Regions from separate parts of the Mus musculus genome. Here regions 1, 2 and 4 are each linked to region 3. The links are chromatin contacts, called in public HiChIP or PLAC-seq maps. All regions are on one chromosome and are shown on one strand. Each heading gives the region's core, a stretch centred on a gene start, on an enhancer-like site or on the middle of the called end of the contact. The rest is flanking DNA. Distances are from core to core; before and after follow the strand shown.

Region 1 (6,729 bases), core at 923-3,422, 270 kb after region 3:
AAATACTTGGAGTATTTGAGGATGCTGACTCTCTAGAGGAGACATCTAACTGGTAGAATGACTTAGGGTAAATGCTATGCCCAGGCAATGCATTTTGTAAACAGTGATATTGGGGATGTTAAGCTTTGGCATGCATGTACGACTCATTCGTGAATAAATTAGCATGGTATTGCATTAAGAAAAGACAGTGCCTATAATACTGCTATGATTCATAAAGGTAGTGACTAATGGAAAGCCCAAGAATATGTGAGAAGATTGAAAAAAAAAAAAAAAAAGAAACAAGCTATATATGGCTTTGATGTTTTATATAGCCAACCCATGCAAAACAGGCTTTTATATGCTATGTATATTATAAACACTATTAAAAGGAATTTTAAGGAATGAATATGAAGTGGACAGTAGGAGAAAGGTCAGATTCCACATGTTTGTCGAGAGTTAAAAATTTTACAGCTTTGTTCTTTGGGTTCTATACCTACCTAATTGCAAGAGCAGTGGAGTAGCATCATCTATTCAATGCAAAGTTCTCTTGAGATCCTTTTTGTAATTTGAATGAAGAAGCAAAAACTTAGGGCCTCACATAGTCTTACTCTGTAACAATTCTCTAAGCTTGTCTCGACAAGCTCACCACCTACTGCATACATGGCAAATGGCAAGTAGCAGGCTGACCAGCCAACTCACTGTGATCTGCCTGGGCTTTTTCTTAATAGGTAGATCTTGGGGGGGGGGGGCAGCTCGCTGGAGGGGGCTCCCCAGTGGAGCCATCAGTAGATCTCTGGAATCGTGTTGAGGCCCCAAAAGGGAACTGAAGTTAGTGGATAAGAGTCTCAGTTACTCATCTCGTGACATGCAAAATGGAGGGGAAAAACAGAAAATTGTTTATTATTGTTAATGGTTTGATTGCTTTTATTAGATTAAAAATCATCATCTCTGGCAAATGCCATGTCTCTGATTCCAACAAAGGAAATGGATTCCTTATGTGTAATATGTACTTTTCTGTTGTTCTCTGTGCTTCCGAGTTATCCACAGCCAGGATGAAGACCAAACTCACAAAGAACTGCAAATATTTTGCAAAGAATTCAAATTTTCTCCAGTGAGGAGCCTTTGAAAGATCAAGAGTTTGCAACATCTAGGTTTTCCACTTTCATTCTCATGGAAGCACACATGAAGCAAAGTCCTTTTATTCTTGTATTAATTAACAAGGAATTAAAAAAAAAACCCTAAGCTGACTTACAAAGCACTCTCCTCCCAAGCAATTCCAAGCATGAGACATGCCCGAGGATGGGGGGTGATGGGGACACACTCAAGTAGGCTACAGATAAAGCAAAGCACAGCTATATGCACATTAGTATAATTACAGATTGCAAATTATGCCGGATGTATCTAATATCTAATTTTTTGAAAGCTGACTCCACTTGAGACTTCAATAACAGCGTCAACATTTTGCAGGTGGCTTCTCTGTACAGTATCCAATGGGAATTATTCTTCCAATGCTTATAGCCCTCAAGTTAAACCTGGAGCTCCCCCTTAAAGGACCAATGGACACTGAAAACTGAGAATAGCACCTAGACAAAGGAAATGGAGTAGGGGGAGACCCTGGAAGACACTGAGTACAGTTGCTTATTTCTGTGACGATGATACTTACTTGGTTCAAGCAATAAGGAACTTGAACATCCGTCATTAGAAAATGTAGGAGAGGCTACATGCATGTTGAGGAAGCCAACTGAAAGGTTAAGGGTTGGGCATTTCTTAGATCTATGGATAAAAGGGGAAATGAGCATCAAGGTGGCACGCTCTACCTTTGACTCCAAACATTAAGCCTTATGTTAAATCCAACTCATCTAAGACATACAGTTTGTTCGTCTAAAAAAGATCCGCATTCGGCTTTGAGAAACTGGCTTTTGTCCTCGAGCCCTGCATGAATCAATCACCAACCAACTAAAATATATTTGAGATCTCAGAGAAGGAAGAGTACTCTCCAAGTTGATTGGATCCATCTTCTTGATTCCTCCTTAAAGATCTTTCTGCTAATGAGTCAGGGTTGCTGTGGCATTATTTAATTATCCGCACTTCTGTACGATGAAATATGTTGTCGTAGCGCACACTTCACAGTGCAGTGACTGCTCACATGTAATGCTGCCTCCACAGTTAGTACATTCCTTTGTTCTGCTCATAAGTGGTTTCAGAAAAAAGGGGTGGGCCCGGAAGGAGGAGCCTTTGGGGTTTGTAAAATAAAAATCATACATTCCTGGTGCATGTGCAGAATTCGATGCATTTACATGAATTCTGCTTTTGAAATTAAGTTGTGGCTCCACTTGGAATAAGCCAAGGCACATGTCGGGTGACTTCAAATGCAGCCATGAGGCTCTGAGTGGACCTTGAACATCTCTCTAGTGAATACTCACTGTAATGTAATGGGGGACAGAATGACTTGATTTTTTTTTTTAAAATCAGCAAGGAATGTCTTTAACAAGGAAGAAGTAAATTATGATAATTACTCTGAATGGTCGGATCCTTGAGCATTACTAATTAGCATTTATTGCCTGGATTATGGAACAATACAAGTGAAACCAAACTGCAGTTGCTCTTTTACCTTGAAGACTTGAAAAGGCAATGGAGAAAGATCTCTGCAGCCACCTCCGTGATGCAGACTGCAGGCAGTCTACCTCCCCACAGCCTGCAGACTCCCTCCTTATAGAAACACACCCATACGGGCCTCAGCATTTCCGGCCCATTCATCTTTGTGTGTGTGTGTGTGTGTTAGGTTCATATTTGCATGGGCTATCAGGTTCAGGAGACTAATATTCAGGCAAAATATTTTGGCCATAATACCATCTGAGGATGATGTTATCAGTCGGGAGAGCTTAGCAATAAAGAGCTGAAACTCCATGCTCCATGAAAATATGGAATTCTCCCAAAGAGATATTTGACTTAAAAACAGAACAAAGAACTCAGTTCTTGGTGATTGAAATTTTATATTTCCTCACTGACCCTTAGGACTGAAGCTTAAAAGAAAATAGCTAAGAAAAATAATGGGTTTTTGGTATAAGTACCTTTATTTGTTTATCTATCTATCTATTTATTTTCCATTAGAAATCTGTGATGATATAGGTTCTGAAATTAGAAAACAAAAATTAGATGTTCATGAACAGGTTGGCAGCACTAAATAAATGCCATTGTTAAAATTTAGCAACCAAATTTTTTAAATAAGCCACCAGGTATAATATAAGGAGAGAAAGGAGGAAGAAGAAAAAAAAAAAAGACTCCCTGAGCCGTTTATCACTCTGCAATCTCTGCCGTTCTCCACATCCCATTATAACGAATGAAGAGAAAAGACTATGGTCAGCCAGAAAATGGGCCCCAAATACAGTCACTGCTCTTCCAAATACCGTCCATGGTTTCCCCACCCTGGGCCCTTTTAGCCTGAAAGAATAAGTTTGCTTAAATCTGTGAGGAGATTAAATAGACTGGTGATAGAAATTAATTCTGCCGAATGAGCAAATGCATTCGAGTTGCCCAGATGCAAATAAGATAGATAATACTTTTCTTTGCCTTTGACATGCTAGGCGGATTAGTTTAGAATGTTAAATCTGATTTTATTAGAATATATTAGCAGTGTTTTAATTAATACCAATCAAACGTTTTTCTTTCCCTGGGGCTTGATATGTTCCTAACACTTTCTAAATCATCTGTTTTCCCCTCCAGAAAAAAAAAAAAAGAAAAAAAAAACAGAAAAACCCTACAAAATCACCAAATCACCCTTTGTTACAGTCGCTCAATTCTAATCTCACTGCGTTCTGTGGGAAGCCATAAACTTTTTGTATAAAGGTGTTTTTGCCCATAAATTTCATTCCAGGTGCCAGATTTTAAAATGAGTTACTGTTTCTCTAGCATGCCTCCTTAAAGAAGAAAGGAAGAAAGAAAGAAGAAAGAAAGAAAGAAAGAAAGAAAGAAAGAAAGAAAGAAAGAAAGAAAGGAAGAAAGAAAGAAAGAAGAAAGAAAGAAAAAAGAAAGAAAGAAAGAAAGAAAAAAGAAGGTAGAAAGGAAGGAAAGAAGGAAGGAAGGAAGGAAGGAAGGAAGCGAGCAATTAGAGATTTGAAAATTAAGCATTTTCTGTATTTTTCTTTGAGGGGCAAGATATTGCAAAACGGGTTTCAGCTGGTTCCTCTTGTTATCAGTGGGCTTGCTTAAGCTGTTAAATTTCAACTGCATTGATTTTGAACAGACCAAAAAAAAAAAAAAAAAAAAGCAAGACTTTTTAAAAAGGAGGTGGTTTTGTGTGTGTGTCTGTGTCTGTGTGTTTCAGCTAGGTAAAAAATGGTGAGCCACTGAGCCCTGTGAACTGAATTCTAACTGTGCTCCTAGGAGGCACAGGAGAGCGTTCCACTCATTATCCCCCCCTTTCTCTCCAGCTTCCTGTCCTCCTGCGCCCTGAGCTCCAGTTCCCTGTCTCTTTTCTTCCCCCAGTGCACCCCCACTGCAGCTCCCAGCCTTATTTTTTTTTTTTATCTGCCAGGCTGGATTTGCGCTTTTAAAGATCAGTATCAATAATAGCCTGCTTGTTTCGGTTACACTCTCCCTCTAAAAAGACAGTCCCCACTAATTGATGCGTCTGGGCTAGTCTAGACTGGTAGTGATTGAACCAACCACCAATTATGTTATTCATTTCACTGAACTTCACTGATGGGCTCCATGAGGAAGAGGGGCTGTTGAGAAACCTGCCCTTGCAATGAAGCAGTTGCCTGCTAAAATATAAAAACCTGTGTGTCACACGCCCTGCTGAATGCCTGAGCACCCTGCTTTAGTCTGAGAGTGGGAGGAATCCACTAGAAAGCCTGGGGAAAAGAGAAGTGCCCCAGAGTACAAACCGAAACATTTGCTATTAGTTATGTCTTCCGATCATTTGAAATCACAGAGAAATTACAGCTATCATAGCTTTATTGATCATGCACCCGTTTTCTATCAGATAGGCTGCGTACATATCTTGCCTTCAAAAGCACCAAATGTCTGCCGGTCTTTTGCATGTATGATGTGAGTATATATATTGCCCATGAGTTAAACTGTTGTACTGCCATAATTTCTACATAGCTATACATACGCATTGGCTGAAATGGGGTGGGGAATCGTTAATTATTTTATATAAACTCACGGGCAATCACTTACAGAACTGTAAGCTTTGAAGCACATTCCACCAAATGCTGCCAAGTAATAGTTAAATTACAGCCGCACAGGAGGTTTCAACAAAAGACACAGCACAGTTGTTACACACTTCTCAGTTCAGCGTTCTGATACAAAATGCTTTCTTGACTGCAGTTTGGATTAAAATGAGTCAAATTGCGATAAATGCTTAAAAAAAAAAAAAGAAATCGCAAACAGTTTCCTTCACCTTCCACTCCGTGTGCACAATGAGGCTATTCCAAAATCTTTCCAAGAAGAAAGCATTGGGGGTCTGGGTTGATTTAGGTATTTTTTCCAAAAATGAAGAGAAAGGTTGGGCTGAGGAGAGTAAAACGGTTTAAAGGAAACCACACACCCAGAATTTTCTATAACAAAGACAAGGTAAAGCACCTCGTCCTTCTCTCCCAGTGTGAGGTGGAACTGAGGTGTGGGACTCCCCCTGCCATGGAAAGTTACAATCTCAGAAAACTACAAAGTAGGAAATGCTCACAATCGCCTCGAGAGGGGATTATTTTGAAATGGGGTTTGATATTACCAATAACTTTGTCAGGTAGAATTAACATCCTTGATAGCCATCTTTCTAATTTCTAAAAGAGAGCCATGAGCATTGATTGACCCCCCACAAAGAATGCAACAATACCAAATTCACCCAGCTATTTCTTTCACTCCATAATATTTAGAAAATCCATATCTATCGTTCTTTACTTTAAAGTCCATCATGTATAACATTTTTAGAGTACCAAACCAAGGAGGGAGAATTCTTTCTTCCATTTTTGTTCTCACAAAATCTTTCAAAGTAACACGTATTTTATCTTGCCTGATCTCTTAATTCCCTTCCTTTGTATTGAATACAAGAGTTGAATATTTAACCTCTTCATTTCGTCCAGACTAGAGGTGTATGAATACCTCCGTCAGTGAAACCTCTGTCTGGTAACAGAACACACGTAGACAATGCAGATAGAATACATTCCCATGCCCATTTTAATTGGGCACAATTTTGAGATTAACTGTTGAGCTTAAAAGTTGGAGGCATGGGGCATGCTGGGACTTCAGCTGAGATGTTCTGAGGCCAAGCACCAGGTACTGAGCTGTTGGTATTACGCTCCGATAGTACTGTGTGTTGCTCTCAAGGAATAGATCCGCCAGCCTCGGTATCAGCCATATATATACACAGGCGTCCATAGCAGCCAACACAGGATGCTAACATACTATGCCTACTTTTACAGAAGCCAGGAGCTGCCACTCGGGTCACCTGATCCCATCTAACAATGGAAGCCTCAAGGGTGTATTACCATCACTTCTGACAAACTTTTCTCTCTCTCTCTCTCTCTCTCTCTCTCTCTCTCTCTCTCTCTCTCTCTCTCTCTCTCTCTCTCTCTCTCTCTGTGTCTCTCTGTCTCTCTGTCTCTCTCTTCCTTAAAAGACAAAAAGTTCCTTCAGCGATGCAAAGGCACGACCCGCAGCTCCCAAGAGCCTAACCCGTGGATTTAAACGGTAAACATCACAAGTTAGGGTCTCAGGGACTGAGGGGAGCGCAACACGATTCCTTCATTC
Region 2 (6,774 bases), core at 3,379-5,878, 400 kb after region 3:
TCAAGCTGCCACTGTAAACCTGAAAGACAAAGAAATTAGCAACTCCAGACTGCTTCATCCACTGGAGACATGGCACTTGACATGCAGATGTTACCAAATATCCATGTTTTTTTTTTTATTTTTAGAGAAATTTACAAATTAGTGTGACTAAGGGTATGCTTCATCCCGATGGACAAGAGATATTTGCTTAATATTTGATACCAAGAAAGGAAAAGGGACCACAGGATAGCACCAACCGTCAGCATGGGAAAGTAACAGGGCTATGAGAAGAGTCTAATTTCGTCTTTTATGAAAGATACAATTGGACTTTCAAGAGCTGCTCATCTTTACAGGACTTCAAGGGTCCTTGGCCAGGGACCAACCTGGGTCATAGAGACATAAAATCCCCCAGGACTGGGTAGGTCTCTAAAGAAGAAACCTTAGTTACCTTGCCATCATTTATCAAAGTAATGTTCTCTCTCTCTCTCTCTCTCTCTCTCTCTCTCTCTCTCTCTCTCTCTCTCTCTCTCTCTCTCTCTCCTCTCTCTCTCTCTCTCTCTCTCTCTCTCTCTCTCTCTCTCTCTCTCTCTCTCTCTCTCTCTCTCTCTCCAGCATAAAAGAACACGCTGCTAGGTAATCTGAGAGGCTTTGGGAGAAGCCAGCAAGTTAAGCTCATGACTTCACAACAAACCTTTCATCTTGGAGCCAACTGGATGCCATCTTCATCAGAGTCCTAAAGCTCACTCTTGTCGGATGGCATGGCAGAAACTTAACAGGCCAGCGTTTTCCATCTCATCATGAAAACTGAGGAAATTTGGTACCAGAGTCTTAAATTTGTGAGTAAAGAATTGCTGCTAAAAGAAAGAAGGCAGAACTCAAACCACAGAAACTCACGAAGGACTGTGCATTAGACAGGATGTCAGCAGGACATTTAGATTTTTCCTCATGCTAACACTTTGCAGAATTCTCTTTATATCCTGCAGAGAACCCTAATGGCTAAAAGTAAGCTTGGCATTCCACAGAATAAGCATGAAGGGCTACATATGGTAGGACTGTGACAATGACATCTACTAAGTGCCATCATCTCTTGGGAGAACAGAAGACATACATCTTACACCCTATCTCTGACTTTGACTCATGCTACATCAGGGTCATAAGACTCTCATCATGACAGGTTTAGGGGTCCCTCAGCTACTTGTTCCTTGACTATTTCCTGGAAGGAAAGGCAGAGAGAGAGTTCAGTTGCTTACATTGCCAGTGCAAGGATGCTCAATAGCTTTCTTGGGAACTCTGACAGTGATGGTGTCATATTGAATCCTCCCTTCACAGTTTAGTTGTGGTGTCCACTCTTTCCCTCCACTGAGTTTCCTGAAATGGTCCATTTCTTTTTATCTCTGATGCAGTTACCCTTGGTGAAGCTTGTCCCTCCCTCCCTCCCTCCTTCTTTCCCTGCCCCCACACCCTGGATTACTGTTGCATGATCCAGCTTGGCTTTCTAAGATTACCCGCTATAATCCAGCTCATACATGACTTCTGGTTGGTCTTCCTAATAGCTGCCTTTGATTGTATCTCTCTTAGAAAACCCTCCAGCAATCCCTGGTGCCTCCTCATCACAGTCCTGACAGGTGATGCTATAGTGCCTGCCAACTAAGGCTTAGAAACGAATGGCTAGCTCTACCAACAAAGACTGAATTCTCCAGTGACTCACGTGTTGTTGCCCTATGAATAAAATATTTAAACATAGGAAGTTACTCAAACTTCATGTAGCCCGTGCCTCAGAAGTAAATCTAACTCATCTTACCCAAATGGGTTTCTTTGCTATATATTCTCATTGGCACACACACACACACACACACACACACACACACACACACACACACCCCTCATCTTTTCTAGTATCTGCCATGAATTGTTCCTTAATCTCTTGTCCTTATAGTTTGTTTCAGTAGTGACGTCTCCTCTCTATGAAATGTGACTTTATTGAAAGGTAGTCTGATGGGTATGTAGAGTTCTCACTTGCTCAACATCCTCCACCCTCAGAACCTTGGTCATATACAGAGTAGTCACTGCAACTTTCTTGATTCCGATTGGTAGCTCTCCGATGTGCTTATGTTCCAGTTACACAGAAATGTGATTATTTATCGTATGCCATGACAGCCACATTGCAATTTTATTGGAAGCAACAGTGGTGCTATAATAGAAAAGTATACTTAGGTAAAGACCTCTAGACACCAGAGAGAACTATGGAGCAACAGAAAGCTCATTGTAGGATGATACATTAAATGATCCTTAAATCCATCAGGCCAGTACTGCTATTTCTGGCATTGTATGCATTGAAAGGCAGAGCACATTAAACCAGGTGCAACTGGAGATTCAATTCTCCTGAGTTTCTTTTTTGTTGTATATTAAAGATTGATGTTAAAGGCCTCCCCTGACTGAAAATGTAGGTCTGTGGTAGAACAGTTGCTTAGCATACAAAATACCACCAACTCCATGCTAACTTTTAAAAGCTGAATATCCTTTTCACAGTCAAGGACATTCCTCCTTTTCCAGAAAGATGGCTCTATGGCCAATAGTCAAAGAGATGAGAAACTCAATTTTTATATAAAGAAAAGACAAAAGCCAAGCATGGTGGCATGTACCCATTGTCCAAGCTACTATAGAAGAAAGATCCTGAGCCCAGGATGTCAAGACCAGCATCAGCAATGTAAAAGGACTCTGTCTCAAAGAAAGAAAAGAAGGGGCCACAGAAGAGAAGAAAATAGTAGGGAGTGGAGAAGAAAGGAAAGAAATTCAAGATGGCCAACAGCACCTTACCAAAGCGCACAGCTAACTAAGAATGTCCGCTTTTGCTCGAATTTCTGATGCTGTTTTGGTTTCCTGTGAGACACAGGCCTTCACAGCTGCCTATTTGGCTCAGCTATGATCAGTGATTTTGTCCTTTAAAAGGTTGTGCTTCAGGGCTCCCAATGGAGGAGCTAGAGAAATTACCCAAGGAGCTAAAGGGATCTGCAACTCTATAGGCGGAAAAACATTATGAACTAACCAGTACCCCGGAGCTCTTGACTCTAGCTGCATATGTATCAAAAGATGGCCTAGTCGGCCATCACTGGAAAGAGAGGCCCATTGGACACGCAAACTTTATATGCCCCAGTACAGGGGAACGCCAGGGCCAAAAAGGGGGAGTGGGTGGGTAGGGGAGAGGGGGTGGGTGGGTATGGGGGACTTTTGGTATAGCATTGGAAATGTAAATGAGCTAAATACCTAATAAAAAATGGAAAAAAAAAAGGTTGTGCTTAGAGCTTTATACCTCTCCAGCACTGGGCCTGTCACATACAAGAGAAGATAGGCAGGGGGAAGATGACATCACCATCAACCACTCCTTTAATCTACTAAGAAAAAAGGAAGCAAAAGGAAGATTCCTGTCTGACCAGGGAAATCTCAGGTCCAGGTGTCTGGAAGGACCCCTCACTAACTACATTACAAGAGAGGACATTAAACTGTGTGGGCAGTGACAGGGCAGTGACCACCATCATCAGCAATGAGGAAAGAGCCCTGAGCTGTGGTCTTTGGTACCATTTGTGTTTTTGAGCTCCCTGGTTTGTTGGACTTAGTAGCAATAAGATTCTTAAGTCAAAGTCTGATGATGCAGTTGTCCACAAGAGTTTTCTTCTATGTCTGTAGTTCCTTCTATCATGTACAGTGAGTCTCACTATGACCCAAAGCACAAGGGATGGCCATGCAAGCACAAAGGGACCCAAGTGAGCACAAGCCTGTCTACGTGTTCTCACACTTAGCCTCTGCTGCTCCCAGCACCCAGGAGTAGAGGGATCTCTCAGAGTGTGTCTGGCAAGAGATGCCTCAAACCCTGTAAAAAGCGGGAGACTCACATATCCAACCAATTCTGTCTTTAAGTTTCCGCTCAGAATTCCCTGGTACTCTGATTACCCACGTCTAAACTTTGGCTTCTCCACCCATAGAGTGGAAGCTGTAAAATTGGTGCATCTCAGAGAATGACTGAGAAAGGTGAAAGGAATAGTACTGAACTATCAACACAGGACCTGGACAGCACTGAAACAGCCAAAGATGGCTCTGCCCCTCTTGTGAATATTACCATGGCCATGTATGGATGGCAGAAAGCAGAGAGAGGAGAGGAGAGGAGAGGAGAGGAGAGGAGGAGAGGAGAGGAGAGGAGAGGAGAGGAGAGGAGAGGAGAGGAGAGGAGAGGAGAGGAGAGGAGAGGAGAGGAGAACAGAGAGACAGACACAGAGACACAGACAGACAGACAGAGAGGGAGGGAGAAGGGTAGACAGACATAGATAGACAGAGTGAGACAGGGTAGGGAGAGAGGGAGGAAGGGAGAGAGGAAAGGAGGCAGAGACAGAGGGGAAGGGGGAGAAGGAGAGAAGGACAGATAGAGGGAGGGAAGAAGGAAGAGAGGGAGGGAGGAGAGAGAGAGAGAGACAGAGAGAGAGAGAGAGAGAGAGAGAGAGAGAGAGAGAGAGAGAGAGAGAGAAATATCAGTCACCCCCACAGCCTGCCTATGATATCCATTTTCAGGAGTACAGAATATGTCTCCAGGTCAGGCTTGCTCTCAGAGTGAAAGCAAGGAACAGCACCAGAAAGGCCTGCCCTCACAAGATGGGCACCATGCCGGGTTACGCCTGGTCCTGAGGAGACATCGCTAAAGCATTTCAACAGGGCTCCTCTGAGCCAGCTCCTGGGGCACACACAAAGACCCATTCAGGGTGACTGCAACTCTGAAAGCCAGCAGATGCTCTGAGGGGCCTGGGAAGGGGTGGAGAAGCCACACAGAGCCTGGCACTAACCCTCTGGGCCCCGCCCTGGGCAAGTGGGCCTGGAGGGCTTGGGTCTGCAGCCACTCCACAATCTTTGTTTCTCCCTCTATTTCTTTTTCTGACCACGGTCCAGGGCAACAAGGACACCAGCTGCCATAGAATAGATTGAATAACGTCCCCCGAGGAGGCTGGAAGCACCACCTCTCTAATGCCAATCCATTTGGCAGGGTATTCAATCGAAACAGGCCATTACTAACTGGCTTGCTATTGCCAAGTGCCTCTTTAAAATTGTGTGTGTGTGTGTGTGTGTGTGTGTGTGTGTGTGTGTGTGTGTGTGTGTGTGTGTGTGTGTGTGTGTTTTCATATGTATATGTATTGGTGCATGTGCACATGAGGATGCAGATGTGCTGTGTACATAGACCAAAGTCATCCTTGGGAATTTAAGCCACTCCCTTTAAGACAGGATTTCTCCTTAGGCTAAGCTGGCCAGTGAACTTTGGAGATCGTCCTGCTTCTGCCTCCCTCGAGTTGAGGTTGTGAGCCTCTACCACCACACCCAACATTTTTACGTGGATCCTGGGAATCGAACTCAGACCCTTAAGCTGGCAAGGAAAGCATTTTACTGGCTGATCCATCACCACCACCATCCTGCCCAGTCTTAAAGGTGCCTCTTTGGGGAGGGAGGATATACCCCTCAGAGGTTCCTAGTCTGAGCAGATACAGGCTAGAACATGGAAGTGAGTTATTCCCCAAGATTTACAGGTGGCTCCCTGTCCTTTAGCCTCTAATTTCCTACCTGCCAAATGACCTGTTGGAACTCAGAGTAGCTACCATGTGCTTCATCTGAGCAGCAGCCTGGTTGTGGGTCCCTCCTTCCTCTCCATGTCATGTTGACTTGCAAGGAGAGTTCCTGGTCTAGGTGTCCAGCTTCAAAGATGCTTCAAGGACCACATTCCTTGGATGCAGACAAACAGGATTACCTGCTTTGCTCTCTCTCTCCTAATACACAGAAGGCTGTTGTGTGAAGGACACAAGCAAACCAAGAAGCAGAAAACAGAGACTCTTGAAGTCATCAAGGTTGGATGACATGATCTATAAGTCAGCATCCCATTCTAGAAAAGAGCTGAAAGGACTTCTCAAATCAAGGCAGTTGTAGGTCAACCAATCACTGCAGTCCTCTGGATGTGTGTATTTATCTGGACATCATGCTCTCTCCCAGCCATTTAAAAAAAGTATATGGAAATTGTCTGCTTGTCCTCTATGTTCCCAGTGGTCAGTTGCTGTACTTAACACCAGCACCTCCCAGTGCTAACACAGAGCAGGAATTTAGTAAGTGCTTACTGAGCAAAATGAATGTGCCCCCTCGCTCGAGGGCTCTTGCTGGCACAGCCACTCACTTCTTCTCTTTCCCAAGAGTATCATGTAACCTTTGCTCTCAGGAAGTTCTGACTTGCGTTTATCTCAAGTCTCTTTTATGCATATATTTCTGAGTTTTATTTTTTCCCTTCTAATTTCAAAAAACAATTGCTGGTCATGTGCCTCACGCTTATCAGAGTAACTGCAGAAGTCAGCCATTCTACAAAGTCAGCTTTATTTAAGGAATTAAATTGGAAATGAGCATTTGAGATCTCGGGGCCACCTTTCCCTTTTGATAGACAAATAGCAAAGAATTTTTTAGATGAAGTTTGAGACAGACACAGAGGTACACCTGTAATCCCAACACTCTACAGGCTAAGGTGGGAGAACCATAAGTTGGAGGTTAGCCTATGCTACAGAGTGAGACCTACCTCGAAAATGATACCTAGAGGATTTTGATCAGCTAGAGTCTTGGCATTACAGTGACGTTTTGAGGTGAGCCTCCAATATGCCATGCTTATATTACATGTGTAAGTATATGTTTAAGGGACAAATGTGTAAGAACCTATTGTCAAGAGCTGATCAGACTAGAACAGGGAACCATCGGAAGGCAAGAAAAGCAAACCTTTTCTCTCTGTGG
Region 3 (6,817 bases), core at 2,737-5,236:
ACTAAAACGATCCCAAACGTGTTTCCAAAACATAGCTCCAGATCTCCCTCTCGCCAACCTCGCTCCAGAATTCTATTACATCTCAGCCAATGACCTCTTTTATCTCTGTTGCCAAACTGAGCACCTTGGAGTCTCTTCTTCCAGACTCTGTATCCAATTCTTCAGCAAAGCACATGGATTTCCCACGGTCCATTTACTTCTTATCTGCTTTATTACTTACTACCGGCCATCTTAACACCAGTGTTCTGGATTGTCCAGGAGTCTCTTAAGCGGCTTCCATCTTGGAGGCCTGCATATTACATCATCTACCTCCTACACCGCTTCCAGCATGGCAGCCAGTGTGATGCTCTTGACATATAGGGCAGATCCTAACACAGTTGAGCTTCCCATTTCCCGAAGGAATCTTCCTTACAGTAGCTGCAGGCTGACGTGCCTACGCCTGGGACTCTGTCTGTGTTCTGACCTCCTCCTTTCTCACTGGTTCTGCCAGCCCTGCTCACTCCTCTCCTGCTCTATCATCTCGGTTACCATTCTCTCCCTCCACCAAGACACTCTCTTGTTGGAATGGCTTCTTTTCTGGATTGCCTATTTAACTCCTTCAAGGATCACGAACCCAGCACTCGCCTTCTCCAAACATAAATTTCCTGTGCGTCTCTCTGAAGTTCTGATTCTCTCATCCCGTTTTCTATCTTTACCTTGATTCCTTTATAACAGTAAAGCCCTGTTTCCCAGCTTTCTCTTTTTTACTCTTCCCTCCTCTACAGCATAAATCCCCATGAGTTTAGGAAGCATATCCTTCTCCCTCTATACTTCTAAGTCTTCAGCTCCCTGCATAGGCGGTGCTCTAGCCACAAACTCCAGAAACCTTACAGGATAGTTATGACAGTGGCCCTTCGTGCTTGGCATAAACGGTCTGAACTTCTGAGTTATAAGTGAAGCATCTGGGGATGGAGAAGATTCAGTGAGCTAAGCACTTTCTGCACAAGCATGATGAGCTACGTTTATTATATGGTTTCTAACAGCCATATAAAAGCTGGGCATTGCTGTGTGTGTCTGTCATTCCAGAGCTAGGGGATGGAGAAAGATATCTGAGGCTTGCTGGCCAGTAAGTATGGCTGACATGGGCAATTTTCAGGTTCAATGAAGATATTATGTCTCAAAAAGTAAGCAAACAAACAAAGAAACAAACTACATAGAAAACATTAAAAGAAGAAACATCTGGCTTCTATACATGCAATACACATGCACATATACACACATACACTTGCACATACATATACACATACACACATATATATGCACATATATATGCACATATATGTGCACACACACATACACATGCACACACACAGGTACACACAATACACATACACATGGAGTGGGGTGGTTTCAGGGTTTACGTTTGCTTAACATTTTCAACTCCAGCATTCTGCTGATGTGTTATGTGCCAAGGTGCCTTTTTATTATATTCATTTTGATTCAGTAAATATTGATTGCTTACTATCATAGGCCAAGTCTCATGCTAGGGGAGAGAAATACAAATCGCTGAAATTGGATCCTTCTCTTAGATTTTTACAGACTTTTATGGATGAGGATAGGCCATGATCTAGGCTTTCAAGACATAAATATATCAGTGAATAGGAAAATGTTCCTAAGTGAGAATATTAACATCTTCAGGGATGGTGTCTGTCACCTTTCCTCCAAGGGAACATGCAAGGACTAGATCTGTCTATGTGGTCCACAGAGCACAGCAGTGATGGCTGAGGGGATGAAGGTAAGGATGTGGAAATGGGAGTATTGGGTCTTTGTAGTGTGTGGGAGGAATTATTGGACCATGAAGGAGATGTCAGCTGAGCTTGGCAGGTGGGGTTGAGGACCATGAGAATGGGGGAAGCTTCCAGACTAGAGGGAGTGTGCGTAGACACAGGTGGGAGGAAGGTTCCAAGGCTCTTTACAGAAATGGACCATATCTCATTTCTGGGTAGGCATGGGGCAGAAGTAGGGGAGATAGAAAGAGACAGTGAGGAGATCTGAACCATTTCTGTTACACTGTTATTGTCCTTGTTTGCTTTTCAACAGGGCTGACAAGCAAGAGCCTTTTGTTTCTGCAACAGATAACATAATCACCCAAGCTTAGTACTCCCAGGCAAAACTGGTGCGAGTGGACTGGAGATCCTCAAGGAGAATTTATCTGTCGAAATAGAGTTGCTTTTTGTGTATTTCCATGTTTCCTTCAGTCTTTGAAAATGGATAACCCAGGCACCATCTATAAGACTTCCTATTAGCCATCTTCCAGTACAACGTATTGGTCTTTTCCTGATGGATAGCAAGCAGGGTTTACTGTAAAAGCCTTTTCACGATCGTGATGGAGCATCCTCCATCCTTTCCCCTTCCCATAAAGCCCATCCGCTGACCTCCAGCATTTGATAAAAGCCCTCTCTCATTAGCTCCAGCAGCTGAAGCTGTCTGAGCAGATTCCAGTAAGTATGGCGACACACCATCCATCTAGACGGTGTGGCCACTGCAACCTTAGAGGAACCCAGCAATCCTGTCCTTGCACAGAGTGTGGGCACCTGGGAACTGCGTCAGACTCTGCGAATTCGGGGACTGGTCTTTTAAATATTCTCCATGACATTTCCCTCAATTCACAGCCTGTTTGGATACGGTTTTATATCAGGGTGGGGTCCAAAGCCAAGGTCACTTAAGGAGTCACAGAATCAAAGGATCTCAGAGATGGGAGGTACTAGTGATTATTTGTTTCAGTTGTCTTGGTTTATAAGTGAAGGGCCTGAGGTCAGAAGATGTTGCAGCCACCCAAGTCGGTTAAGGGCAGAGCTTGAACTTGGACTTAGGACTGCAACTCTTTCCACAGGGGAAGGCAGTCCTGTCTCTTAAGTCCTTCTCTGCTTGACCATCTGCTCACCAGAGAGGCCTTGATTCTCCTGTTCTTTCAGGGCCTCTGCCTGTCCTGCATGCTACTCTGATAACAGGGCTTTCTTGCTATAGAAGGCCTGTTCACTAGGGAGGGATCAGGCTCCAGGGAGCTCTGTAGGTAGAAAGTGGTGTCTGTGTGTTTTCTGGATGATTGGACCAGTCCTAGCACCTTGGGGAGTCTAGTTTCCTCTCTCCTCTACTGCAGACTGTGCACTGCCAGTTGAATTACTGCTGCTAGGAACAAGGATGTGCATTCAATGGAGGGATGTCACAAGTGACCATGTTACCCGCTAGAGGATTAAAAACAAACATGGGGGGAGTTTGAGGAGCAATTGGGCAGACAGAAGGAGTGGAGATCACAAGAAAAGAGGACATGAAAAGGCAGAGTCCTAGTTGCTGCTTCAATGTAAATGTGTCCAGAGTGAGGCGCTCATGTTAGACCTATGCAAGGGAGTTCACCAACTGATTGAAAAGAGAAAGAGGACATGGATCCAAAGGGGAGTCCTCCCAGAGACTCCTACCATCCCTTCCTTGCTGGCACTGTTTGCAGGGGAATATGGATTCAGTTTGTGCAGCTGCCGGAGGAAGGAGGCATTAGCCTGGAGACCTTACAGTGAAACAGCTCGCATTGCAGAAGCAGACAGATGAGGGCCTATCTCCCACTCTCTGCAGGTGGGGACAGCCCCTGACATAAACGCAACACTTTGTTCACGTCTCTGCCTTTTCATTTTCTTATGGACATTTCTCAACCAAGGCAGGGCCCCACCTCAAGACAGCTCAGATGCCCCCTCTGCCTCCCAAGGGGTTTGGTGTCTTCAGCAAGCAAAGGCACAGCTAGCAGTAAGCCTCCCTTCCCATCTTCCATAGCGCCCTGGGGGGGGGGGGGAAGCAGGGGAGCAGGGGGCAGGTAATTGTGGCTGTAAGCCATGGTGCTGCAGTGGCAGTCTCTGCTCTAACTTTACCCTGTTTCCCAAGGAAGCCCCAGGGAATCTGGACAAGTTGGGGCTGGGGCACAGATACTGGAGAAGGGGTGGGGACAGGACGGCACCCAGCAGATTTCCTGGCACTGTGCCAGGCCAGAGCTGCCTGCTGTGTGCAGGAAATATTCAACATTCTGTGTCTTAAAGAGAGAGCCTGGAAAGGCTCCAAGACTATACTTAATACATCTGCTGGGAGCTACACAGACGGAAACTGGGGGAGGGGGTGTGCAGGAGGGGGGGGTCGGCTGTCGTCTGCAAAAATAACCCTTGCAGGTCCAGCAAAGCACACAGCATCCACAGGGCACAGGTAATAAGCTTGTGCAAAAGTTCTCTCTTAGCTCCAGTTTTGTACACACACAATTCAAAGCTCATTTGTAGCATCAGATCTGTGTTTCTGCTTTATGATCCCGGGAGGTAGGAAGGGAATGTTATTTTAGTTGCTAGAGTATGGATCGGTTTGTTTCCTTTAGCACATAGCCAAACAGAGGGATGGATGGTCAAGTCTTCATCTCACAGAGGAGGGAGCTGATTCAGAAAAACTAAGTTTACCTCTTGTAAGTCCAAGGCTCTGAGTTCAAGCTTGTCCTCTACCCCTCGATGTCTATACCCAAAAAAGAGCAGCCAGGTTCAACAAGCACTGGATAATCCTAGTAAGTGTTTTCACTATACTCTCCATCACAGTCTAGTTTGGGAAAAGACACTGCCCTCCTCCCACCCTCCTAAGGCACCTCTCGTGCAGGGGGTGAGATGGTTAGAAACTAGTAACCGAGGAGGCTTTTGCCATCAGACATATACTCTGAGGCAATTGCAAAGTCCACAGAAGCCAGCAAAGAAACAGACTGACTTAAAGTGATAACTCTCCAGAGGGCTTTGCCCCATGGAGAAAGAAACAGCACACAAACAGCCTCCTTTCTTTAACCTATCCCCACACACACCAGGAAAGAGAGAAACGTCTCTCTCCTGTGTCTCAGTCTCCCAGTCCCATGCTCAGCAGCCTGGTGCTGACTCATTTCCGAAGCTTTGCAGCTCTTAGGTCTTTATCTTCAACTGTAGACTATGTTAAAATATGCTTAAGTTAAAATATGGTGTGGGAAAGATGTGTGCGGAAGCTAAGGGTAGTAGGTGAGTATCCATGAGGAGAGGGAATGAATGTATATAGATGAAATGGATGAAGATGCCAAGCTCTCTGGGGTTTGTATGGAAGAAGAAGGTGACCAGGGAGAGAGAAAAGAAAAAAGAACAGGTGACCTTGAATGTTAAAAAGATGCTTGTTTGCAAAACTTGTTTCCCTTCTTTGAATATGCTCCTGCATCACAATAAACATGCCATACATATACTTATGCCAGCATATCGTGCATATAGATGTATATATAGATTATGCACACACATATACTCACATACACATGTGTGCATGCGTGTATACACACACACACACACACACACACATCCCCATCTTTATTCTTTAAACCCATCACATGCTCTTCCCTCAACAATTCCATAACCATCTTCGTCTCACTCTTGCAAGCACAGAATGATTTGTGTAACTTGACAGCTGTGAGCTTCAAATTTTATTAAACATCTGCCTTGTTCACAGCCTGTTGTTTTTTTTTTAAGATCTTATCTAATTGCCTTGTGTCACAGGGGCTACCATCTTGTCCATGTGCAAAAGATATAAATGTAGCCACATCACCAAGAAGCTGGATAAAATGCAAGGGATTGTGTTGGTCGTGTTCTGGTAGAAGAAGAGTAGATTATAGAATAATCATTCTATGATGTGTGTTTGCATGGTTTACAAGGTAGACACATGCACTTGTATCTTTAAATGCTATAGGTATTTCGTTGGCCTGAACACATCCCTTAAATTACCTTGGCAGAAGAGAAAGGTGGTGGGGACTTCATAAGGTAGGGCTTATTGGAAGGTGACTAATGCTGACTCGCCAAAGGGAGTGAGTTCCCAAAAGAGTGAGTTGTCACATAAAGAACAAAGTCACCTCTCCCTGCTCTCCACCTTCTCGTCTCGTCATGGGAATTTACTGGCTCCTCGTACCCCAGAGGGGCAGGAACATTTATGGTTAGTGATGGGATGGGCCCTTACTCATCTTTCCATCTCCAGATTTTTTTGAACGAGTAGGTGAATGAGTGAAGTAGCTCTCATACATACGGATCTGGTATGGTTCCTTGTACAAAGGAAAAACGCAGTGACATCATACGAAAATAGAGGCACAGGTCAGCTGGCTTGCCTTCCACGGCTGTTGTTCACTTAAATATCTCAGAGCCTGCAAACTCATCTTTATACAGTTTCTACCAACCCCAAGAAGAAAATAGAGAACATATGAAAACCTTGTAACACCTCAGGAAGGCAGAGCAATCGCCATGGAGCCCGGAGTTTAGATATCAGCCCTATCTTTTCTTCCTCCCCACGACAAACACGCCTTTCAGCCTAGCCCTTCTCCTCACATCAGAAGTGGCTGGTTATTGATATTCCAGAGCCTCTCTATGTAAATTCACATTCCACAAATCTCAAAGCCTTTCTTCTGTATCAGAGCAAGAGGCTGAACAAGATAGATGCTTTTTCTTTTTCTTTTTCTTTCTTTTTTTTTTTTAAAAAAAACCAGCAAATGGCTTTTCTATTGATCCACCTTTTTAACAGCAGGTTTATTTCTCTTCATGGACACTTCAGAATCTCTCTCTCTCTCTCTCTCTCTCTCTCTCTCTCTCTCTCTCTCCCTCTCTCTCTCCCTCTCTCTCTCTCTCCCTCTCTCCCTCCCTCCCTCCCCTCCCTCTCTCCTTCCCTCCCTCCCTCCCTCCCTCCACTCCCCCTGTCTCTTTCTCTCTTTAAGTTAAGAGAGCCTGTTTCCTCTTCTCTACCTCTGTCTCTTCCCACAGATTTATCTGATCTCTGC
Region 4 (7,603 bases), core at 4,670-7,169, 370 kb after region 3:
AGAACGCTAACGATGTCCAGCTGTGGAACCCCACTAGTAATTTTCATTCTTCCTAGCACTGGATATAGCAAAGGTGTTTGATGCTATTACTCGTTGGCCTCTACTTGAGACACTTCCTCTCTTTTCTATGTCTATATTTATTTTCCCATCTATGGGTATTGGTGGGGGGCAGCAAATGTGTGTGCCTGTGGTGCATGAGTGCATGTGGGTGTATAACTCTGTGTGTGCACCAATGTGAGCATGTGGATGTATGAGTAAGATATTAGATGTCCTAGCTCATCATTCTCCACCTTGTCCCCTTGGAGCAGGGTCTCTCCTTGAACTGAAAGCTTCTAATTTTGTCTAGGCCAACTGGCCAGTGCATTCCCAAGATCTGCTTGTCTCCATGACACAAGGCTAGTGCTGCAGGCACAGGAACCCATGCCCAGCTTGCTTGGCTTTCTTTTCCATGGGTGCTGAGGATCCAAACCTAGGTCTCCATGCTTTCTGAGCAAGGGCTTTTACCCACTGAGCTATCTCACTAACCTTAAGCCCCTTCAACTGCTGATTAACAGGATACTGAATCTTATGCAAGTAGTTACTTCTCAGTGTCTAATGTTATCTTCCTTTCTCTACTTTCTTTTGTTTTCTTTCATTTCTTCCTTCCTTCCTTTGTTCCTTTATTCCTTCCACTCACCTTGTTTTCTTGACTTTTGTTTTTTTTTTTTGTTTTGTTTTTTTGTTTTGTTTTGTTTTTTTTTTTTTTTTTTTTGGTTTGGTTTGGTTTGGTTTGGTTTTGGTTTTCTCAAGACAGGATTTCTTTGTGTAGCCCTGGCTGTCCTGGCACTCACTTTGTAGACCAGGCTGTCCTCGAACTCAGAAATCCACCTGCCTTAGCCTCCCAAGTGCTGGGATTAAAGGTGTGCGCCACCACCACCCAGCAGGACTAAGCATACTTGTCCTCTCTGTTTTAGCTACACCACTCCCTTAAAATTCTCATTCTGCCTCATGGTTTTAGTAACAATGTAAAAACTACCATATCTCCACTTTTCATTTATTATATTACCTTTTATTTATTTAGTGTGTGTGTGCATGTGTGTCTGCGTGCGTGGTGTGTTTGTACCTATGCATGGGTGTGTAAGGTCTTAGAGCAGCATGCACTAACTGATTTAGTTCATTCCTTCTACCATGTATATCCTGGGGACCACATTTCGGTTGTCCAGCCAGGTAGCAAGTATCTTTAATAGTGAGTCATCTCACTATCTCTGAATCTGCACTTTTAATGCAGAAATACTCAACATAGTTTCATACATACATAACTGACAACCAGCTTAATAGTTGCAACCAGCTTTCTAATAGTCATGTCAAACTCAGTTTTTCCAAAGCCTGAATCCCAATTCTTCTATAGCCATCTTAATCAATAGTATTTTCATATCTTTCATTAGGTGACAACACCACAGCTTGGCTTCTTCTCTGTTTTTAAATTGTTTTTATCTTATCTTCTATATCCAACCTACCAAGAAACCCGGTTAAATTCTACTTAAAAAAGGAACGAGAGTCGGGCAACACCTTGCTACCTCCGGTGGCCAACCCAAGACCAGAGTTGCTTTATCTCGTGATTTAGCTAATTACAGAGTCTCCTGTCTTCTATCCTTATCCTACTCAGCCTAATATCTGCATAATGTTTCAGTAGATCCTTCTGGGAAAGATAGCTCTTCCCTAACGTGTTAAAGTGACTCTGGCTGTATTATTAAACCCAAAGTCTTTATTAGTGATTTACAAAGCTACTAGTTTGACTTTGCAGTCTTTACTCCAGCCACACCATCCTCTTTGTTGTATTCTAATGTATCAAGTGCATCCCTGTCTTTGGGCTTTAGTCTGATATTTTCTCTGTCTATGACTCTCTGCCCCAGGCACAAGGTTTTGGTCTCACCTTCATCAGGTCTCTGCTCTAATGGTACCCCTGTAGAAAATTGCAACCAGGCACACAATTCTCCTATTGCCTCTACAGCCTTGGACCTCATTCCTCACCTTGCCTTTTAAAAATAAAATTCAACATTCATTTGTTGGTTAATTGTTCTTTTCAATTTTATGCAGTGCAGTATCCTAGGAAGAGAACGTCTCAACCGAAGGGTTGTCCAGATCAGTGTGGCTCAGAGCCATGTCTACAGGGATTGTCTTGGTTATTGGTTAATGTGGGAAGGCTCTATCTACTGTGGGCAATGCCACCCATAAACAGGCTATCCTGGATTGTTTGAAAAAGCCGGTTAAGCATGAATCAGAGGAAGCGAGCCAGTAAACATCTTTCCTCTGAGTCTTTGCTTCAGTTTCTGACTAAAGTTCCTGCCCTGACTTCTCTAAAGGAGAGTGTTAACTGGAAATATAAACCAAATAAGTCCTTTCTTATTCAAGTTGGTTTTGGAATATTTTATCACAGTAGCAAAAAGGCAAACCAGAATAATCAATTCACTACCAAAACCAGAGTATATTGATTTATGTGTTTTATTTGTGTTTATTATCTATCTCCCTTTGCTAGAATGCAGGTTCAACAAGAGCCTCGATCATATCTTGTCCTTTTGAGTCAGATTCTTATGTCATGTGGGCATATACTGCTAAATCAAGCACTGGGTATTGAGCTGAAGTCAATCAATGAAAATGGCTTCCAGAAAAAGACACTAGTGTAATATAGCCTATGCCTATGTGAAATAAGAATCTCACCCAAAAGGGCTTGATAGAGAATTATAGTCCATTGTCCACTTAGATCATAAAGTAGGATACCTGAATATATGTCCTTTGTTGGGAAATTAATGATAGCCCAGATAAGCCACTGGTGGCAAACACCACAGGCAGAGCACAGAGGCACACCTCCCTTCTGTTGTTTTAAAGATTCAGATGACAGATTTTTCAGTTAATCCAAGGGTGTTTTAGCCAGATGTGGTGGCTTACTCTTGTGCTCTCAGCATTTGCGATGCTGAGGCAGGAGGACTGGCTATGAAGCTGAGGTCATCTCAGACTATACAGTGAGTTACATACCTGTTTGAGCTTCAGAATGGGACCCTGTCTCATGAAACAAGATTATAAAAGACAAATAAACAAAAGAATGAATTTGGAGCAGACCACATTCATGACTTGTACAAAGTCAGGAAGGAGCTGGAAGCTTGAGCTTGACTTAGAACAAAGCAAAGTCACCTCAGAGACTTAAGGAAACCAGCAGAGCACTATGCTCTTGTCATCTCAACCCATTTCTGTTTCAGCAGCACTTGCTAGTTCTTTTATTGAAATTATACTTATACTTATTATTGTACTGATGATGATGATGATGGCGTGTGTGTGTGTGTGTGTGTGTGTGTGTGTGTACATGCCACAAACAGTCATGTTGGGGCATGTGTCATGGGTATGCATTAGAAATCAGAAGACACCTTTCAGAAGTTGATTCTTTCCTCTACTGTGAGTTCCAGGGAGCATTAAACTCAGGTTGTCAGGCTTACACAACAGGCACTTCCATCCAGTGCGCCATCTCACCAGCTCCACTGATCTTGGTCTAGTGACCATTTCCTAGTATCCAACCCACCTTGTAAGTAACCAGAGACTTTGGGAACAGCATTCAAATGCCTATACTAAGTCTTCTGTGTGATTCTAAAGTCTGCTCAGGTTTGTGAGCTATTGACAATGAACAGCTCCTTTGTACACATGGGATAACTCTGTTTGCCGGGCCCTGTTAAGGTGCAGATTTTCTTTCACAGACAAGTGCAGTAACTTTGTTAGTCACTCAGCACCCAACAATGAGTCAATGAATTCTCGTGTACTAACCTTTCTGAAACACTCTGTCTGGGTGTTCTACCTCAGATTTATAAGAGTGGCAGACAGCTCACACATGCCAGAAGCCCCAGCTTAACTGATTTCACAACACTGCTGACTTGCTTGGCTCCAGGATCTTCCTGTTGAGTTTCAGAATTCTGAAATTTAAGATGCCATTGCTTAACATGTTGATAATTTTATTGCACCAGGAACTATGACCACACTGGTATGTGAAGTAGGGGGCAACCCTAGAAACTGAGGGCTGTAGGAATTTGTCCAAAAAAATAAAAAAATAAAAATAAAAAAGTGAGTCGCTGAGAGCCTCATCGCTTTGAGTATTCATAAGAACACCATCATTTGAACGGTTACTTATATAAGGAGAAGAGATTTTCCTACCTAAAAAAAAGTATTCTTAAGGCCTTGCATCCAGGACTCACAGATTCCCCTTAGTCCTGTAAAGGAGGCCCAGAGACTCATCTAAGAGAGGGCAGAGATCAGTCAACCTATCCAAGACTCCATTGTTGTAGACAAAGTCCCAAGTCTGTTTCACAGTCCTTGGATTACTTTTGTAGTTGTCAGTTCTATATAATAATATGAATTGAGTATCTGCTCATGGTCAGTTCCTGGATTTAGATGTGGAGATTTATAATCTTCTGATATGGCTCTTTCCTTGAAGGAGCTCAATGATTGAGACCCTGTCTCCTTGCTCAGTAATATCTATCTTTGGCTGACCTTGAACTCTAAAGAAGCAATGAAACGAAAGGTAAACGATATTGATCTCTACAATAAAGAACTGTAAGTGAAGCTAAGATTTATCACAACTTGTGCCATGTCCTCACTTGGGCCACCAGTCATTTGATCAAGGACATCTTGGTGATAAAGAGTTTAAAAGTATAGGGACTGTGTTGGTTGTAGAGTGCTTGCTTAGTGTGTGTGAAGCTCTCGGTTCAATCCCAGTGCTATGCTATAAAAAAAAGATGAATGAATGAATGAATAAATAAATAGATAAATAAATAAATAAATAAATAAAATTTCAACCTCAAGTCATACTCATATTTCATATTCAAATATATATAATATGAAAAGGCTAAGTTTGTAGAAAGGTGATTGAAATATGAGTTTGGAGTCAGCGAAAAATGAAAGTGAACTTTGGACAAATTGTATTTTGTACACACACACACACACACACACAAACACACACACAATTAGATTTCTAACAGAAAGACATGCTAGAAGTAGTATCTACATGTGTTCTTCATTATTTGAGTATGAGGTTGAGCTTAGAGATCTGGGTTTTAAAACACAAGTATGTCTGCTTAGTAAATGTTCAGGTTAAGTCAATAAAATACTGTGACTAAGAACTGAGGGGAAAGGTAAGCCTCCACTCAGACATATACTGGCTTTATATATATTAAAAAAAAAACTAAGATTTTTGTGGGGATGGGAAGTAGATAAAGATGTAACCACCCAGACAGGGTTTCTGAGGAAATGAAGGCTCACCAAAGATTATTAAAACCTATACATATGAGAGCCATATTCATTCATTCAACTAACATCTTAAGCTCGTACCATGAATGACGCCAAGTCCTGAACATACCCCAGTGAAGATGGCAAGATATTAGTGTTTTTTATTCTATTATTAGAATAGCCAAGAAACACTTTCAGGATAGAAGTCCCCAATACCCTGTAATCTGGATGAACTGGGCATAAGACAACTTTTTTAAAGTCAAATTTTTATTAGGAAAAAACAGGCCTTGGTCATTTTTTAAAAGTTTACAGTGTCGCTATAAGATAAACTTAGCCTAAGCAATGAATAAAAAGATGCATGCTAGCATAAAAATCATAGCTAAAAAATAAATAAATGAAGATTGATGGAGAGATTTCGGGTGGCTTATTTTTTTCCTGGAATGCTAATGCTTGCTATTGGAAAGTGGTAAATTTGAACATGATTAGCTAATTCTTCGTCTTAGTGACTAAAAGAAGGGCTGTAGGAGACGCATTTCCATTGAGCTCCCTTTTAGGGCTCTGAGTGGTAACTAGGTGAATTATAAGACCCTTTCTCCTCTCCCTTATCTGGCTCGAGTGTGAACTCCAGATTTGGAAACTCTTAGACATTGCTGGGAAATGTATCATAGATGGTGACTCACCCCTTAAAAGACAAGTGTGTAAATTGCCTTACCAGAGACAAGTCTTCTGCCAATCGCTCCCTTTCTTCCTAGGACAAGATTTTACTTCTTTCTCTCTGATTCATATCCTGAGGAAATCAACATGACACAAAATGTCTGCTGTGTTCAATTAAGAAAAAGAGTCTCCAACCCACACTTAGAGCACATAAGCTTTTGAAAATCCAGAGAATGTGCTATCTTTCCAAGAAGACTTCCCTCCAAAAGGCATTGGTGTCATGTAAGAGAACTGAACACCAATCATTGAATGCCTGCTCTACATAAAATCCCTTTAGCCAACAGACCTGCACCTGCAAAGTGGATTGGCCTCACCTAAATCTCGAGGAATAAGCAGGCAGAGGAGCAACAGGTAATCTAGGCTCACTGGGTGCCATTCTAAAGTAATAGTTTACATTAATCGAGAGCCTACCAGCATTCAGGTTCTACTTTAAGTTTTCCAAGTAACTTTAAGTTTTCTAAATCACTCCATAAGATCAAATATAAGTCCCTTTGTAGACCCTAACCCCAGTTAAGGCGGGGGGGGGGTGAGCTCAGAGTGGTGAATGACTTTTCTCAAGATGACATATTAGTAAGATGCACACTGCGGTGCAAACCTCCAGCAGTTGGGTACCAGAGTACGAACTTTCCGATTCCTCATTTCATCCTTGCAAAGGTTAGAACACTACCATCTCTGTCATGCACATGAGAGCACCTGGAGAAAGTAAGTGACATGATCAAGGGTGTAAAGATTACTGACTTGTTTGATCTGAGAGCTGAACTCAGTAGAGGCAAGGTCCCAGGGTTGTCCTGGCACTACGTCACATCAAGCATTCCCCACTTGGAGAAAGAAATGTGTACACTGGATGCTGCATGCGTTCACAGCCTCACGGGAGCTCCAGGAGGTTATGAACTGAATGTATTCTGGAGAGATTCTAGAAAAGAGGGGAAGGGCATTAGAATGGGAAAAAAAGTTGCCTAAGGAAAGTTCCTGTGGGTGAGGTAAAAGAATAGGCTGGTGACAAGAGTTGACTCTGTCTCTTGACACTGCCCTATCTCTACTCTGAAGAAAAGGAAAGGCTAGCCTTAGCAGGTGGTAGGAAGGCTCTATTACAGATATGGGTCATGCTCGGAACAGTAGAGGCCTGGAGGAGAGCAAAGAAGTTTTCTGAGATTACAGTAAAAGCTACTATCGATGATTCTGCCCCTCGCCCGGTAGGTCTCCAAAGGATCCCATCAAATACAAACTAGAAGAGTTACAAATCAAACCCATGCTCCCTCTTTAAAAGGGAATGAGAAAGGGCAGAAGGTGGGGAGGGGACGTCTCAATTTCAACATTTTCTAGGGATTTTTCCATGCAATTTATCCAGTAGAATAGGAAAATTGGATTTTTTTAAGGTTATTTTTGGCAACTTTTATTTTATTTATCCAGAGCTTTACTGGATAAATGAACTCAAATTTTGGCAGAATGTCGCTAAATCATGTGCTACTTTTATCTAACCCAAAGCCTAGGGCTCACCCTTCAGTAACAACATTCATTTGCTCAGAGGTCTCTAAGAGCAGTACTTTCAATAGCCTATGATGTTTGAGGAGGACTATGGGACCTCACTGGCCAACAACTCCAAAAGATCCTGGCACTTGTCTTTTTATGTGATAGCCTACAGTAT

What was found. HiChIP or PLAC-seq counts read pairs in DNA pulled down with a chosen protein or histone mark.
Region 1: a contact with region 3 is called in an H3K4me3 HiChIP or PLAC-seq map of forebrain, with 5 times the contacts expected there. The contact joins two enhancer-like sites. A contact is called at or near these places in 6 of 39 promoter capture datasets (the 3T3-L1 cell line, cranial neural crest, frontonasal cranial neural crest and 2 more), 1 of 15 datasets of contacts at CTCF or cohesin (the NIH/3T3 cell line), 9 of 484 Hi-C or Micro-C datasets (3T3-L1-derived adipocytes, cerebellum, embryonic fibroblasts and 4 more), 13 of 115 datasets of contacts at active chromatin or transcription factors (VIP interneurons, craniofacial prominence, embryonic basal ganglia and 9 more) and 1 of 9 other capture datasets (embryonic stem cells).
Region 2: a contact with region 3 is called in an H3K4me3 HiChIP or PLAC-seq map of embryonic basal ganglia, with 3 times the contacts expected there. The contact joins two enhancer-like sites. A contact is called at or near these places in 5 of 484 Hi-C or Micro-C datasets (the N1E-115 cell line, embryonic fibroblasts, embryonic stem cells and 2 more), 4 of 115 datasets of contacts at active chromatin or transcription factors (craniofacial prominence, embryonic basal ganglia, embryonic limb bud and 1 more) and 1 of 9 other capture datasets (embryonic stem cells).
Region 4: a FOXA1 HiChIP or PLAC-seq map of pancreatic cancer cells shows a contact between it and region 3. The contact joins two enhancer-like sites. A contact is called at or near these places in 1 of 484 Hi-C or Micro-C datasets (uterus), 4 of 115 datasets of contacts at active chromatin or transcription factors (the NIH/3T3 cell line, embryonic basal ganglia, embryonic fibroblasts and 1 more) and 1 of 9 other capture datasets (embryonic stem cells).

Annotation. Positions count from the first base shown.
Region 1 is chr9:41,581,909-41,588,637 of GRCm38.p6, reverse strand. The region is part of intron 4 of Mir100hg (Mir100 Mirlet7a-2 Mir125b-1 cluster host gene); the gene reads right to left. It overlaps Mir125b-1 (microRNA 125b-1), which reads right to left and starts at 6,712; the gene lies at 6,636-6,712. Within about 2 kb of position 2,172, at least 67 of the 459 cell types and tissues checked have an H3K27ac peak or open chromatin away from gene starts, as enhancers often do. A contact at or near this core is called in embryonic fibroblasts, forebrain and pancreatic cancer cells, where this site is marked.
Region 2 is chr9:41,462,450-41,469,223 of GRCm38.p6, reverse strand. All of the region lies in intron 3 of Mir100hg (Mir100 Mirlet7a-2 Mir125b-1 cluster host gene), which reads right to left. Among named protein-coding and RNA genes, the nearest start is that of Mir100, 66 kb to the left of the region's middle. Within about 2 kb of position 4,628, at least 76 of the 459 cell types and tissues checked have an H3K27ac peak or open chromatin away from gene starts, as enhancers often do. A contact at or near this core is called in the N1E-115 cell line and embryonic basal ganglia, where this site is marked.
Region 3 is chr9:41,858,075-41,864,891 of GRCm38.p6, reverse strand. The region is part of intron 3 of 6720432D03Rik (a long non-coding RNA gene); the gene reads left to right. Among named protein-coding and RNA genes, the nearest start is that of 6720432D03Rik, 15 kb to the left of the region's middle. Within about 2 kb of position 3,986, at least 85 of the 459 cell types and tissues checked have an H3K27ac peak or open chromatin away from gene starts, as enhancers often do. A contact at or near this core is called in the N1E-115 cell line, embryonic basal ganglia, embryonic fibroblasts and 2 more, where this site is marked.
Region 4 is chr9:41,486,622-41,494,224 of GRCm38.p6, reverse strand. All of the region lies in intron 3 of Mir100hg (Mir100 Mirlet7a-2 Mir125b-1 cluster host gene), which reads right to left. Among named protein-coding and RNA genes, the nearest start is that of Mir100, 41 kb to the left of the region's middle. Within about 2 kb of position 5,919, at least 29 of the 459 cell types and tissues checked have an H3K27ac peak or open chromatin away from gene starts, as enhancers often do. A contact at or near this core is called in embryonic fibroblasts and pancreatic cancer cells, where this site is marked.